Regions from separate parts of the Rattus norvegicus genome. Here region 1 is linked to region 2. The links are chromatin contacts, called in public Hi-C maps. All regions are on one chromosome and are shown on one strand. The core of a region is the stretch at or near the end of the contact, and the rest is flanking DNA. Distances in the headings are between cores, read along the strand shown. Region 1 holds the start of Zfp36l1 (zinc finger protein 36, C3H type-like 1). Region 2 has its middle 34 kb from the start of Rpl36l6.

The links. Hi-C and Micro-C count contacts between places; a contact is called where the count stands out from the background.
Region 1: a Hi-C map of the Rat2 cell line shows a contact between it and region 2, with 2.5 times the contacts expected there. The contact joins the promoter of Zfp36l1 here to the enhancer-like site in region 2. A contact is called at or near these places in 3 of 12 Hi-C or Micro-C datasets (the Rat2 cell line, mammary epithelial cells and psoas muscle).

The regions. Positions count from the first base shown.
Region 1 is chr6:104,665,695-104,672,004 of GRCr8, reverse strand. Zfp36l1 (zinc finger protein 36, C3H type-like 1) reads left to right here and starts at 3,315. Exons shown (of 2, transcript NM_017172.2): 1 at 3,315-3,484; 2 at 5,787-6,310. The coding sequence starts at 3,428.
Region 2 is chr6:104,580,527-104,586,695 of GRCr8, reverse strand. No RefSeq gene overlaps it. Among named protein-coding and RNA genes, the nearest start is that of Rpl36l6, 34 kb to the right of the region's middle. Within about 2 kb of position 2,790, at least 24 of the 93 cell types and tissues checked have an H3K27ac peak or open chromatin away from gene starts, as enhancers often do.

The DNA of each region.
Region 1 (6,310 bases), core at 2,066-4,565, 85 kb before region 2:
CAGAACCAACACTTGAATCCCCAACTGCTCAGTGCCAGTTCCTTGGGTCCATCCTTAGAGGATCTGAATCACTGTGCCTGGGGTCCACAATCCAGACAGGTAACCCAGGTAACTTCAGGGCTTCACTGGGCCAGTTCTTTTTACCTTTAACACAGGGAAATCGAGGCCACCCCCAGGGCTCAAGTAGCAAGGACTGGGAAAGATCAGATTTCAATCCGAAGCCTTTGGGAGATTTCGCAAATGACCGGGAGCCTAGGAGGAAACGCAACCCCTCTAGGCTCTCAGAGGCGTCGCCTGGCGCCACTGACCGGTTCCGCCTTCTGGGGGCAGGCGACCCCGCGCCGCAAGCTCCCCCTCAGCAAGGTCAACTGGTTCGGCTCGGGTTTGGCGGACTCACACAGTCTCCTCACCTCCGGACTTCCCGAGGACTTTCACTTTCTCGGGTCTCAAAACCTCGCGGCCCCGCCCCCACCCCCAAAATACCTGCGCGGCCGGGGACGCGCGAACCGGAAGTCGGCGACAGCGGCGCCCCCCGGGCGGAAGCGGCGGCGCAGGTGAAGGCGGCGGCCTGTGCGGCCCGGCGCATGGGAGGCCTGGGCTCGAGTCTCTGGAGCCTCGCGGCTTGGCTCAGGCTGGCTGGGTACCTGCGGCCTACCTGCGGGTCTCCGGCCTCTGCGCGGGCCTTGTGTCCTAGACGCAGGGTTAGCGAAGGGTTAAGGAGTGCTCCCTCCCCCCACCTCCCTGGAAAGTCCCCTAAATGACGTTGCAACCCGACAATTAGAAAAAAGAGTTTAATTATAGAGACGGGCTCTGGGAGCAGGAACAAACCCGGGCGGTCGGCGGGGCGGGTAAACAACCCGGGAGCGCGCCGCCCGCGGAGCCCGCGCCCCGGGAAGCGGGGGAGGGGAGGCCCAAGGGAGCTGGGAAGGGGTAGGAAATTCGAGGAATCGCCTTTCTTCTTTGAGAGAGAGAGAGAGAAAAAAAAAGAAAAACAACAAAATTACTTAGGCAGTTCGGAGTGTCCAAGCCCGCTCCGCCGCCCCAGGGACAGCACCACCGGGCGAGGTCGCCCCTCCCCGGTCAGAGTCTCCCGCAGCTGAGCTCCGCAAACACTCGGGAGTTTAGACCAGCCGGGCGGGTCGTGCGGAATGAAAAGCCGAAATAGCTTCACATCAGGACTCAGTCTAACCTTGTGGTTTTAACGCACCCTGTTCTGTCCCGAAATCTGGAACTCATTACCTCATCACCGAGAAACGGCACGAAATCCGCGCGCACACATCAACCCCCTTGGAACTGGGGAGGGGACCGAGCAAACATCCCTTTAAAAAGAAACCTACAAACCCGAATGATTTAAATTAAGGTGGATGGAAGTTATTTCCCTTCTTGCCGCTTGCCAGATTTCAAGAAAAGATGAAAAATGGGAGCGGGGGAGGGAAGCAACCGGCGGCTGGACAGCAGCAGCACCAAAACCCAGGGGCAGCAGCCGTGTTAAAAATGGGGGAGCCATCAATTCAAGTCACTGGAGACGAATCAAGCAGAGACTCCGCGGGGAATTAATGTTAGGCTCGTGGGCTGCAGCAAAAGTCGTGTTTCGCAAAGTTAAAAGAAAAAAAACTTGTTTCTAAAACAGTTGTGATTTGGATGGTTTCCCTGGGTTTGCCCAGAAGCTGGCGATAAATAAAGTTTTGTTTTTTTTTTTAAAGTGTGCGTGTGTGTAAGGGGTGGTGCGCCTCGAACGCTCCGCTCCGCCCGCTCCGTCCTTTCCAGAGAAACGTACTTGTAATGGGGTGACCTAATTACATCGCAATGGAACTCGCTCGTAGCCACTCGGCTCACCGGGTTTCATAACAGACCCGGCGGCCTCGAATGCTGGGAAGAAACGTGCGAGGCCTGGGCGGCGCGGCCCGCGATTTCCGCCCGGGTCTCCACTGCAGCACGCGAGCCTGTGCCGGTGGGAGGCAGCCAAACCTAATAGTAAATAAACACATAGTTCGCGGTTTTAAAGGGCGGTATAATTCATTGAAGGCCATTGGGTTCCGTGGGTCTTATTGCTTGGCACCCCCAAACAGGGCATAGTGACAAGCCATATGTTCCGTTCGCGTGGGGGCGGGAGAGCAGCAAGAAGTTAAAAGTGTCGCTTCCCCCACCTCTACCTTCCTTCTTACCAAAGTAACTTCTTTCCCCTTGTTTTTAACATTCGGGGATGTGTGGAGGAGGTAGCCCGAATTCAAAGCGCGCGCGGAAAGTGACTTGTTGCTCTTTTATTTTCAAGGGGCGCCCATGAAAATCTGGATTTTTCTGTAGTAGCAAGTTTAAAGATCGGTTGTGTGAACGAGACGCCCCAACTAGGTCTGTCTAAAAGAATTCTGCCCAGGCAGTGGTCTAGTCCACGGTGCCCCCACCCTACCGGGCCAGCGCAGGCTGCGGGCCAGCACGCGTGTACACGAGCGCTGCGCGCAAAATCCTGCTGCTCTCGCCCCCGCCAGGCTGGGCTCTCCGGGAGGAAAAGTTTCTCTGGTCACCCCTACTTCTCTTTCCCATTGGTGGGAAACAACAAACATAAAACTCTTGACTCGAACATTTGGGGTGCTCCGCATTCCTAAACTCCTCTCCCGGCTCGTTTTGCGATGGGTAGCCGGGTGTGGACAGGGAAGTCAGGAGACGGTAAGTCGTGCGGGAACTTGGAGAAGTTTCAAGGGACACTAGCTCAAGATGGAAACCGCAGCCCTGGCCCGCTCGGGACCAGCTTCAGCTCCTGCTAGAGAAAAAAAGAGTAAGAGAGGAGAGGAGAGAAAGGGGGGTTGGGGGAAGAGAGTCGAGCCCGCCTTCCAACCCTTAAAAAAAAAAAAAAAATCAACAAACACAACAACCAGAACTCAGAAGGGGGTGGAATGAGTGATGTCACAGAGCCGAGCAGCGAGGCTGACAAAGGGTGGGCCCCCCTCCCCCTCTGCCCGGCTCGGCCCAGGGGAGGGGCGCCCCCAGAGCCCGGGAGCGGAGCCCGCGGACTCGAAACTTTTCCTCTTTAAGAAAAAAAAGTTTTGCGCCGCTCCGAGTGCTTTTTTTTTTTTTCCGCCTTCTTTCCTCGTCTCCCTCCCCCTTCTTCCTTTTGAAAGTTTCTTTCCTCCCTCCCTCCCCCTCCCTCCCTCTTGACCGCATGGCTGATTCAACCTCGGTGTCAATCAACTTTTTTTCCACCTCCTCTTCTTCATTTAAATAAGTTTAAAGCTCCTCCTTCCACCCTCCCAACCCTCATATCTTATAAATTGGGCTTTGCTCGCCGCAGCCCGGGAGAGTCAGAAAGGCGAGGGGCGCCGGGAGCAGGCGTGTGGGACTCCTGACCGGAGAGCCGGAGGCTGCGCCTTCCCCGCACCGGGACCTTCACGACACAACAGATCCTAGTCCTTGCCCCGTGCGAACGCCCACGATGACCACCACCCTCGTGTCCGCCACCATTTTCGACTTGAGCGAAGTTTTATGCAAGGTAAAGTAGGGCGGAGCGTTGGCTTTTTGAAAGTTTCTCTTGGGCTTAAAGAAACTAAAAGTTTGGGTCTGGGGAAACAGCGTAGAGGGAGTGAAGGACTCATTGCTTGTGTTTCCCTCCATGGTGAAGGAATTTGGTCATGTCGTCCTCACTCCCAAGTTTCAGGTCCCAGGTGAAGTTCTATATGAATTCGGGGAGCAAAGTTCTGGGCGACTGCTCCAGTTTGCGGGGCAAGGAAGTGCGGAACAGTGGTTAGGATTGGGACAAATTTTGAAGGGTTCTTTTCTGCATGGTGCACCGCTGGAGCTGGGGTAAGCGGATGGGTTCGGCTTCACGGTGTGCACTCTGGGTTTTCTGTGCCCGCTGGAGGTGTTCGAGGTTACTCAACACCTTTTGCTAGCCTGTGGCGTAGGGGTCTCTAGGAAAAACCAAGACTTAGGGCGGTATGTGACTGGGAGAATTTTCTTGTCTGCTTTGGGAGGCTAATAGGTAATGCGGCGAAGAAAAAAGACCAACTTAAGGTTCAAAAAGATGTAGGCAAAGTGACTCTGTAGTGGAGTTTGTCCGCCCCAGCTGAACTAGGCTTCCTCCGCGAGAGCTGGTCGATCATGCTGCAAACTTTGGGCTGAAAGTGTTTGCTTACCTGTGTGTGAGGCACTACGGTTCGTTGACTAAGGAATAGGGGAACAAAATGCTGCCAGACCTCAAGTTCCCGCCAGTTAGGATTTAAGAGGGCCAAAATGGGGTAGTTTGCCAGTCAGGTTTTCGGAAAGCAAAACAAAACACAAACTTTTAAAACCGTAATGTTCCAAGAGTGCGGTTGAAATGTTCAACTCTGTGGATGTTGTTAATTTTTTACCCACTCTACATCCCCCAACCCCCCAATTTGAAAGGCTGAAGCTGCTAGGCTACTTTTAATTGCTGAACTGTTTTTGCCTTCCCTTAAACACGTCGGGTCATGTTGCTCTCTTCCTAGCTTGCTGCTCCTGTCGATGCAGCTGCCAAGGCCCCAGGGCTGCAGGGTTGGGGTGCAGGGCCTTGCCGGAGCAGTAGAGCAACATCAAAACTTTGCATTTTCGGCTTCTTTCCCTCCCTGCGTTTTTCCAAGTCTGTTTGCCCCGGCGGCTGCCTGAGCTAGGCAACTCCATCCTTCTCGTCCCTGCTGCCCGCTCTTTGATCTATTTCTCTTTCTTTTGCCCCCTCCCCCCGCAGGACTTTTTAAATGAACCTCATTGTTGGGAACCGGCTCTCCTCTGGGTTCCTGTAATCCGCTCGGTGGGGTGGTTGCGGTTACAGGGTTACCGATTCCCGATCCCCTGCTGCTGATCCTAAGGGACTAACTTTAGAATTTGCACAATGACACACACCCACATGTGTCAGGGGCCTGGAGATAACTTTCAAGTTTCCTACCCCCACTCTTTCTAAATCTTAGGTCGTTTGAGCAGGTGACTAGGGTTTGTCCTGTCCCTGCTCACCTCCCCCCACCCCTTCAACACACACAATTGACTGAGTCGTGGAGTGTGTGTGTGCTGGTACGTTCTCATCTGCACTTTGGTTCAAGATTAAACACTGGAGCTCTTATCCAGACCTCTCTTGCAGCCAGGAGACCAAGTGCAAAGGCATCTTTCCAGTGAAAGGGGGTGGGGAATGCTGGGAGTTGTCCCTCCCAGGGTCTGGGGTACCCTTCCTGAAGCTTGGGGGCCATGCATTTGTGTTTTCAGACACCATATAGCCTTCTCCCCACATCCCAGACTAGGCCCTTCTGAAAGGAAGGAAAAAGTGCAGTTTGAAGACCTGTTGCCAAAGGAAGGGTACATTTGTGGAAGAGGAAATGGAGTGTGGGGCTAGATTTTATGTGTGTGGGGGTGGGGGGAGGGGATGGCGGGTAAGCAGGGACTGATTGAGAGAGGATTTGGCTCTGGTGCTTAGTCTTCTAAACTTCTAAACCTGGTTTACCTGATTCTGTTAGGGGAAGAAAAGTTAGAGGGGACTGTCTTGTGTGAAAGATTCTGAGTTAAGGAATGTTTGAACCAGGGCCTGGATTTTCGAGTGAAAAAATTGGCTTTGGGGGTCAAGCTGCGTATCGGGTCAGCATGGAGCAGGTTGAATACGTAACTTTTTTTCTTCCACACAGGGCAGGGTTTTGTAGTTTCTTATGAGCAGTGCCAAAATAAACCCCAGGTGGCTCCTTTTAGAGAGACAGGCCTATCAGATGAAAGGTGCTGTCCTTTGTGGACACCATGCCCTGACCTCGTGGATGTCCTCAGTCACTCACCGGTCCTTTTCTCCCCCCTCCCTCCAGGGTAACAAGATGCTCAACTACAGCACTCCCAGTGCTGGGGGCTGCCTGCTGGACAGGAAGGCAGTGGGCACCCCTGCTGGCGGGGGCTTCCCTCGGAGGCACTCGGTCACTCTGCCCAGCTCCAAGTTCCATCAGAACCAGCTTCTCAGCAGTCTTAAGGGTGAGCCGGCCCCGACCCTGAGCTCACGCGACAGCCGCTTTCGAGACCGCTCTTTCTCCGAAGGGGGCGAGCGGCTGCTGCCCACTCAGAAGCAGCCTGGGAGCGGCCAGGTCAACTCCAGCCGCTACAAAACGGAGCTGTGCCGCCCCTTCGAAGAAAACGGTGCCTGTAAGTACGGGGACAAGTGCCAGTTCGCGCACGGCATCCACGAGCTCCGCAGCCTGACCCGCCACCCCAAGTACAAGACGGAGCTGTGCCGCACCTTCCACACCATCGGCTTTTGCCCTTATGGGCCCCGCTGCCACTTCATTCACAACGCCGAGGAGCGACGCGCCCTGGCGGGGGGCCGGGACCTCTCCGCTGA
Region 2 (6,169 bases), core at 1,541-4,040:
CATAAATAATGTTAAAAAAGAAGAAAGGAGAGAAACCATGCTATATCAGCAGCTGGGGAAACAACTAGAACTCTTGTACATTGCTTATGAGAATTCAAAGTAGTATCCTCATTTTGAAAACAGTGTTGACAATTTAATATAAAAACAACCATCCAGAAATACCACTGTACTGACTAGTTTTGTGTGTCAACTTGACACAAGCTGCAATTATCACAGAAAAAGGAGCCTCAGTTGAGGAAATGCCTTCATGAGATTCACCTGTAAGGCATTTTCTCCACTAGTGATCAAGGTGGGAGGACCCAGTCCATTGTGGGTGGGGCCATTCCTGGGCTGGTGGTCTTGGGTTCTATAAGAGAGCAAGCTGAGCAAGCCAGGGGAAGCAAGCCAGTAAGTAACATCCCTCCATGGCCTCTGCATCAGCTCCGGCTTCCTGGCCTGCTTGAGTTCCAGTCCTGACTTCCTTTGGTGATGAGCAGCAATGTGGAAGTGTAAGCTGAATAAACCCTTTCCTCCCCAACTTGCTACTTGGTCATGATGTTTGTTCAGGAATAGAAACCCTCACTAAGACAACCACTTTGATATTTTCCAAGAGGAATGAAAAACTCAGGTCCTGTAAAACCTTGTAAACAAATACTTATAATGGCTTTCATCGCAATGGTCCAAAGCAGGACATAACTCAAAGGAACTTGGGTGACTGAAGGAAAAAACGGCAAAGCCCTCTTTGTGGTGGAACAGACCTCATGGGTGAAATGCATGCCTGGCATGGAGAGTAAAGCAAACAACTGGTGCGTTAGGCAAAGCCAACTCAGCCAGGTGAACACAGCGCACAACGCCACTGAAGTGGCATTCAGGAGTGGTCAAAACTCTAGTGGGACAGGAATTCCCGAGGAATTGTTTGGGGATTCGTGCTGGGAGAGAGGTGGACTGACAAGAAGTGTTGAACTTGGGGTAGAGGGATACCTTGGGGATGTAGTGCTCACATGACCGCATGCATCTATTAGTGAAGGCCCTTAGAGCTAGAGTTTACTTATTTATTTATTTTTTTTTTTTTTTGGTTCTTTTTTTTTTTTTTTCCAGAGCTGGGGACAGAACCCAGGGCCTTGCGCTTCCTAGGCAAGCGCTCTACCACTGAGCTAAATCCCCAACCCCAACTTATTTATTTTTATTATATGTGCATGCACATTTGGGTTCCTGCAGAGGCCAGAAGGAGGCATTGAACTGAAGTTAGAGGAGGTGGTGTGGCCCCGAACATGGATGCTGGGAGCTGATTCAAGTCTTCTGCAAGAACAGTATGTGTTCTTAACCACTATGCCATCCTAGCTCTCTAGCCCCAGAACTAGAGGTTAAAAGTGGGTAAACTTTAGTATGTGTAAAGTCTATCTCAACAAATGACTTAACACACACACACACACACACACACACACACACACGCACGCGCTCACATGTGTGAGCATGCTTATACACCACACACACATACCACAATTCAAGTATATTTCAGGGTGACTTCTTGGGGAAGACCCACCTGAGGCATCATTCCCAATTATCTCTGTGTGCCAGCGTCTTCAGCCAGGTCCTCCACAACCCTGCTGTTTGTGTTTCTCCAGGGCTGGGAAGAAATTGGTTGTCAATTGTTGAAGCCCTTGTTTTCACTGAAGCCCTTGTTTTCACTGAAGCCCTTGTTTTTCACTGAAGCACCCTGGATGACCAGTAGGTCAAGGTGAGGGGAGTCTCTGACAGAATGAGAGAGGAAGAGGGCATGGGAAGGGTGACAGTTTTGCACTGTCTGGAGAAGGGTGAGGTGGGAGCCGAGCCTTCAGTTTGGTTCCTGTCTTTGGGTTGTTCCTACCCTTCCTGTCGAGGACAGAGGTTAGGTGCTCCCTGGAAGGTGCTGACTTAGTTCCCCCATCTTTGCTCTTGGCTTGCTCCTGTCAACTTACAGTCTTCCCTCCCAACCTGTGATCCCCTCCTAGGCTTCCTTCCTCTGGGCCTCCTCCTCCGCCTCATGATTATTCAATACCCAAACAAGCTTTGGGACTCTTCTTCTAGGGCAATTAAACATGAATGGCCTCTGGATCCCCATCTTGGTCCATTTCCACTTCTCTGGAGCTTTTGGGATTCAGGTTACCTGGGGTGTTTCGGTCTTGCTAGAGGCTTCACAGCTAGTAAGAACACTGGTTCTTCTGGAGCAAATGTCATGAAGCAGACTTCGGTGGTCTTGTTATGAGGATGATGAACAGAAAGAGGATTGGCTGTGGACACCTGCTTGGGCAGAGGCTGTTCCTAAGAATTTCCCCATTCATTGCCTCTCTCCTTCCCTTCCTCCCTTCCTCCCTCCTTCCCTCCCCCTTCCTTCCTTCCTCCCCTACCCTCTTTTCTTCCTCCTTCCCCCTCCCTCCCTCCTCTTTCCTCCTCTTCCTCTTCCTCCTCCTCTTTTTTGAGACAAGGTTTCTCCGTGTAGGCCTGGCTGTCCTAAAACTCACTCTGTAGACAGGCCTACCTCAAACTCAGAGATCCTCCTGCCTCTGCCTCCCAAATGCTGGGACTAAGGGTGTGTGTCCCCTCCCCCATTCCCAGCTATTTATTGCATTTCTGAGAGACATTTTCCTAAGGCATGAAATGCAGAACAGCCCTTCTAGGTGACCAGAGGATTTGGGAAGACACAGTGAGCCACAAGACTGTCTGATTCAGTCTTCTTATGCCGTATGCACACCCCACTTGTCAAGACAAAGGCCCACAGCTGGCCCAGGAGTCAACCCGAGGCTCCCACTGTTCTGAGTGAGTTCTGCTGTCTAGTAAACCACGAACACTGTGGGTGTAACACTAGGTGACAGCAATGGGAGCTGACTCACTTGTGCAGGTTTTGAATCAGACCAATGCTATTTCCTTTGGTTTCTGGTGGGCCACGCCAGATTCCTCAGGACACCTGTTGCTGAATTCGGGTTTTGGTGGATGATGGGGAGTTGCCTGAGAGCCTGAGGTTTGTTAGAGAGAAGCATTTTCCAAGAGACTAAGCCGAAGTTTTATGGAACGCTGGTGGGACAGAGGGACAGAGGGACAGAAGAGGCCTTGCCCAGGAGAGAGGGCTCAGCTACAGAGCCCAAGAAGAGGTGGGGATGTGTAATGTTACTTAGTGTAAATAAGTTTTGGTGGAGGTCCGGAGAGTGTAGAAAGAAAAGATACAAAGAGAGGGCGGATTTCTTTCTCCCCCTCCAAGCTGAATGTGTGAATTGCATTGTCTTACAAGTGTCCTGGAGCGAGACCTGAGTAGGCTGAGGACCCATAGCTGGCTGATGACAGGCTGCCAGAGCAGGGCTGTCTAGCTAGTGGCTACCAGTCACCAGGGGCTTCCCTGGGCCCAAGAGCTCGGAAGAGTTTCCAGGGACCCTGCTTGAGAAGGATCTGGGGATCTCCTTGAATAATTCAAACATGAAGTCCTCTCCTTCTCTCCCACTTCTTTCTTCCTGGACTCCTGCTGTTGTCTTGAGCTTTATCTGTTCAAAAGAGGGAGGGTGTGGAGCAAGACACTGTAGGGACAACTCTGGTACATGTCCATGCCAGTGACGAGAAGTGGGGAGGCAAAGACCCAGGAGGGACCTTGGAAAAACTGCAGAACCTAGGTATGGGTCTTCCTGGGTCTACTGCCAGGCCCTGTGTGACCGCCCCAAATTTTCCCTTGATCCCTCTTCTCTCTCCAGGGAGAAAGTTTTATTCCTGTTCCCAGTGACCCTCCTCAGCTAATCTTATTGGGTAGAGAAATGAGTGATTCCTTGCCAAGGACTCTGGGAGAAGAGCCTGCCCTACTCAGTGCTTCCCTGGGGAGCGGGACAGTCGAAGCAGTGTCTGAGTGTGTGTGTGTTTGGCTAGTGCCAGCCTCATGTAGCAGCCTCACATAGGACTGTAGTAGTGGGGAGGATCCTACGGTGTTCCCTCCCACTTCTTAAAGGCGAAACCCACAGGAACATGGGGATCTGGGCCCTGGCTTCTGAGCAGCCCTTTTCCCACCTTTAGTGTGGGCAGTTTATATACTAATGGCCCACCGCACCCCAGGAGGGGGTGAATGGGGATCCATTTGTTTTTCCAGAGTTTGACCTCTCGGCAAAACTCTTACCCCAAAAAGTGTGGGTTTAAGTGAGCATAAATCAGCCCCTTTGAAATGCAGAAGCAGCTTGGGAAAGCCCCCTTTGATATGCAACTTGGAACCCCGGCCCTTAAAACCTGGGTTAATTCTCTCACTTTATTGGAGGCAGAGAAAGGGAAGAGGAGGAAACCCAGGACCCGCTCATTAAGTCTGGGACTTGAAAAGCTTGGGGTAGCAGCCCGGCGGCTGCAACGAAGTCAGGAAAGCAGAGCGGCCCTGGGAAAAGCAGCCCAGTCCCGGAGCGCTCTAATCCTGGTTCCCACCCAGACAGATGAGACGCGAGGGTGGAGAAGAGAGGAGGGGGCAGGCAGCAAGGGGAGGGGCTCCGGAGGATGGGGGGTGGTTACTACGGAGACGGGGAGGGCGCGGGGAGAGGAGAAAGCCAAGGGCTAAGTTGGCAATTTCCTGAAAAGAACTGAGAATTCGAGAGTGTAGGTCTCATTCACTGGGCAGTGTGTGCTTTCATTGGTCTGGGGGTTGTGGCCCCCTGTGTGCGGCTTGCCTGTTACCTCCTGGCTGGGTCTGGGACCTTCATTAGAAACATCTGTGGCTTGCTGACCCCTGTCACAGGGCGGGTGGGGGAGTAAAGTCCAGAGGGTTCCTTAGGATTTTCAGACATGGGTGCGGTCCTGAAATTGCAAGGCCGTCCCCTACCCGACTCCCAGAAGGTAGGAGAGGCTGGGGCTCTCAAAGACATATATGATGCTGGTTTGGGGAGTGCACATCCTGGGTTTTCCAGGGTGTTTGCCACTGTGGTCCCTACAAGACACAAGCTGCTCACTTGGGACACTGCAGCTGCAGGAACTTGGGGAGTGCTTAAAGTCCCTGACTGGGCTGACAGGCAGTCCTGAAGCCCCAAAGGCTGATCCAGGCAGGGACTCTGCAGCTAAGAGCCTATCTGATAGCTCTCACTCTGCTGAAAACTAAAAGCTTGTTTCTCCGTCTAGGCTGGGGGAGAGGGGAGCTGATAGGTACTTGCTAGCCCCTGATCTCCCCCTGACCTCTGGGCTCTGGATTCTGGAGAACACATTCGTCCTGTCCTTGTCATAAGCCCTGACTCTGTAGGCTGGGGTTTTGCACACATACATACTACACTCAGGGTCAACTTAGGATCATCATTAACTGACTGATAAACCTCTCAACACATGTCCCCGGTCCTCTCTCCTCATGGACTTAGGAACCCACCTCCATTTGAAGAACTTTACCTCCGTCTGGGGCTCAGCTTGTATCACTCAGTTTCTTTCCTGTGTCATAAACTATAACCTTATTCCTCAATGGATTTCAGACCAGGGCCCAAACAGCATAAAACCACAGGAGAATCCAGCTTCAACCTCCTTTATCATAGGAAAACCAAGAGCGAGCTCCCAGAAGATAACTTCACACACTCCTAGGACATGTAAGGAGGAGGGCAGAGGAACCATAATAGAACCCACTTGCCTTCAGAGGTACTGCCCAGGTCACAGGGTAGTCACCTCTGTATCTCTTCACCCAGGCCCTGCCCTGAGTAGCTCCCTTACCTGCTTTATTCTAAGCCAGCACACGAACCTCAGGAGACTCCTGGAGCCCAGTACTCAAGCAATGGAAGCTGGGTAACCACTGGAACTGAACTACAGAAGCCCAAGGCCTCTTTTCTTCCATGGCCACAGAAGTAGGTTCTGAAAACAGAGGACATCAGGCTCCCGGGTGTTGACTTGGAGACAGAGCGGAGGGGAGATTCAGACACTGGAGGCCAACTGAAAACAGTCATTGGAAAGCCTCAGAGGGAAAGGACTGATGGTGGGAAGGATGGGCAGGGTGTAAAGTCCAGAGGAAGGAGGAGGCAGAGAAAAGGTGGCCCCTTAGTGGGGTCTGTAGTAACCAGTCCTGAGTCATAGCAAGTGAAGGTCAAATCCCAGATGTCTGAGGTGTTTCTGGGCAAAGATGTATGGTGATTAGTATATGTCTATGTAAGAATAAAATCCTGTCTGTTCAGGCATGTGCAGACACACACACACACACACACACACACACACACACACACACACACACACA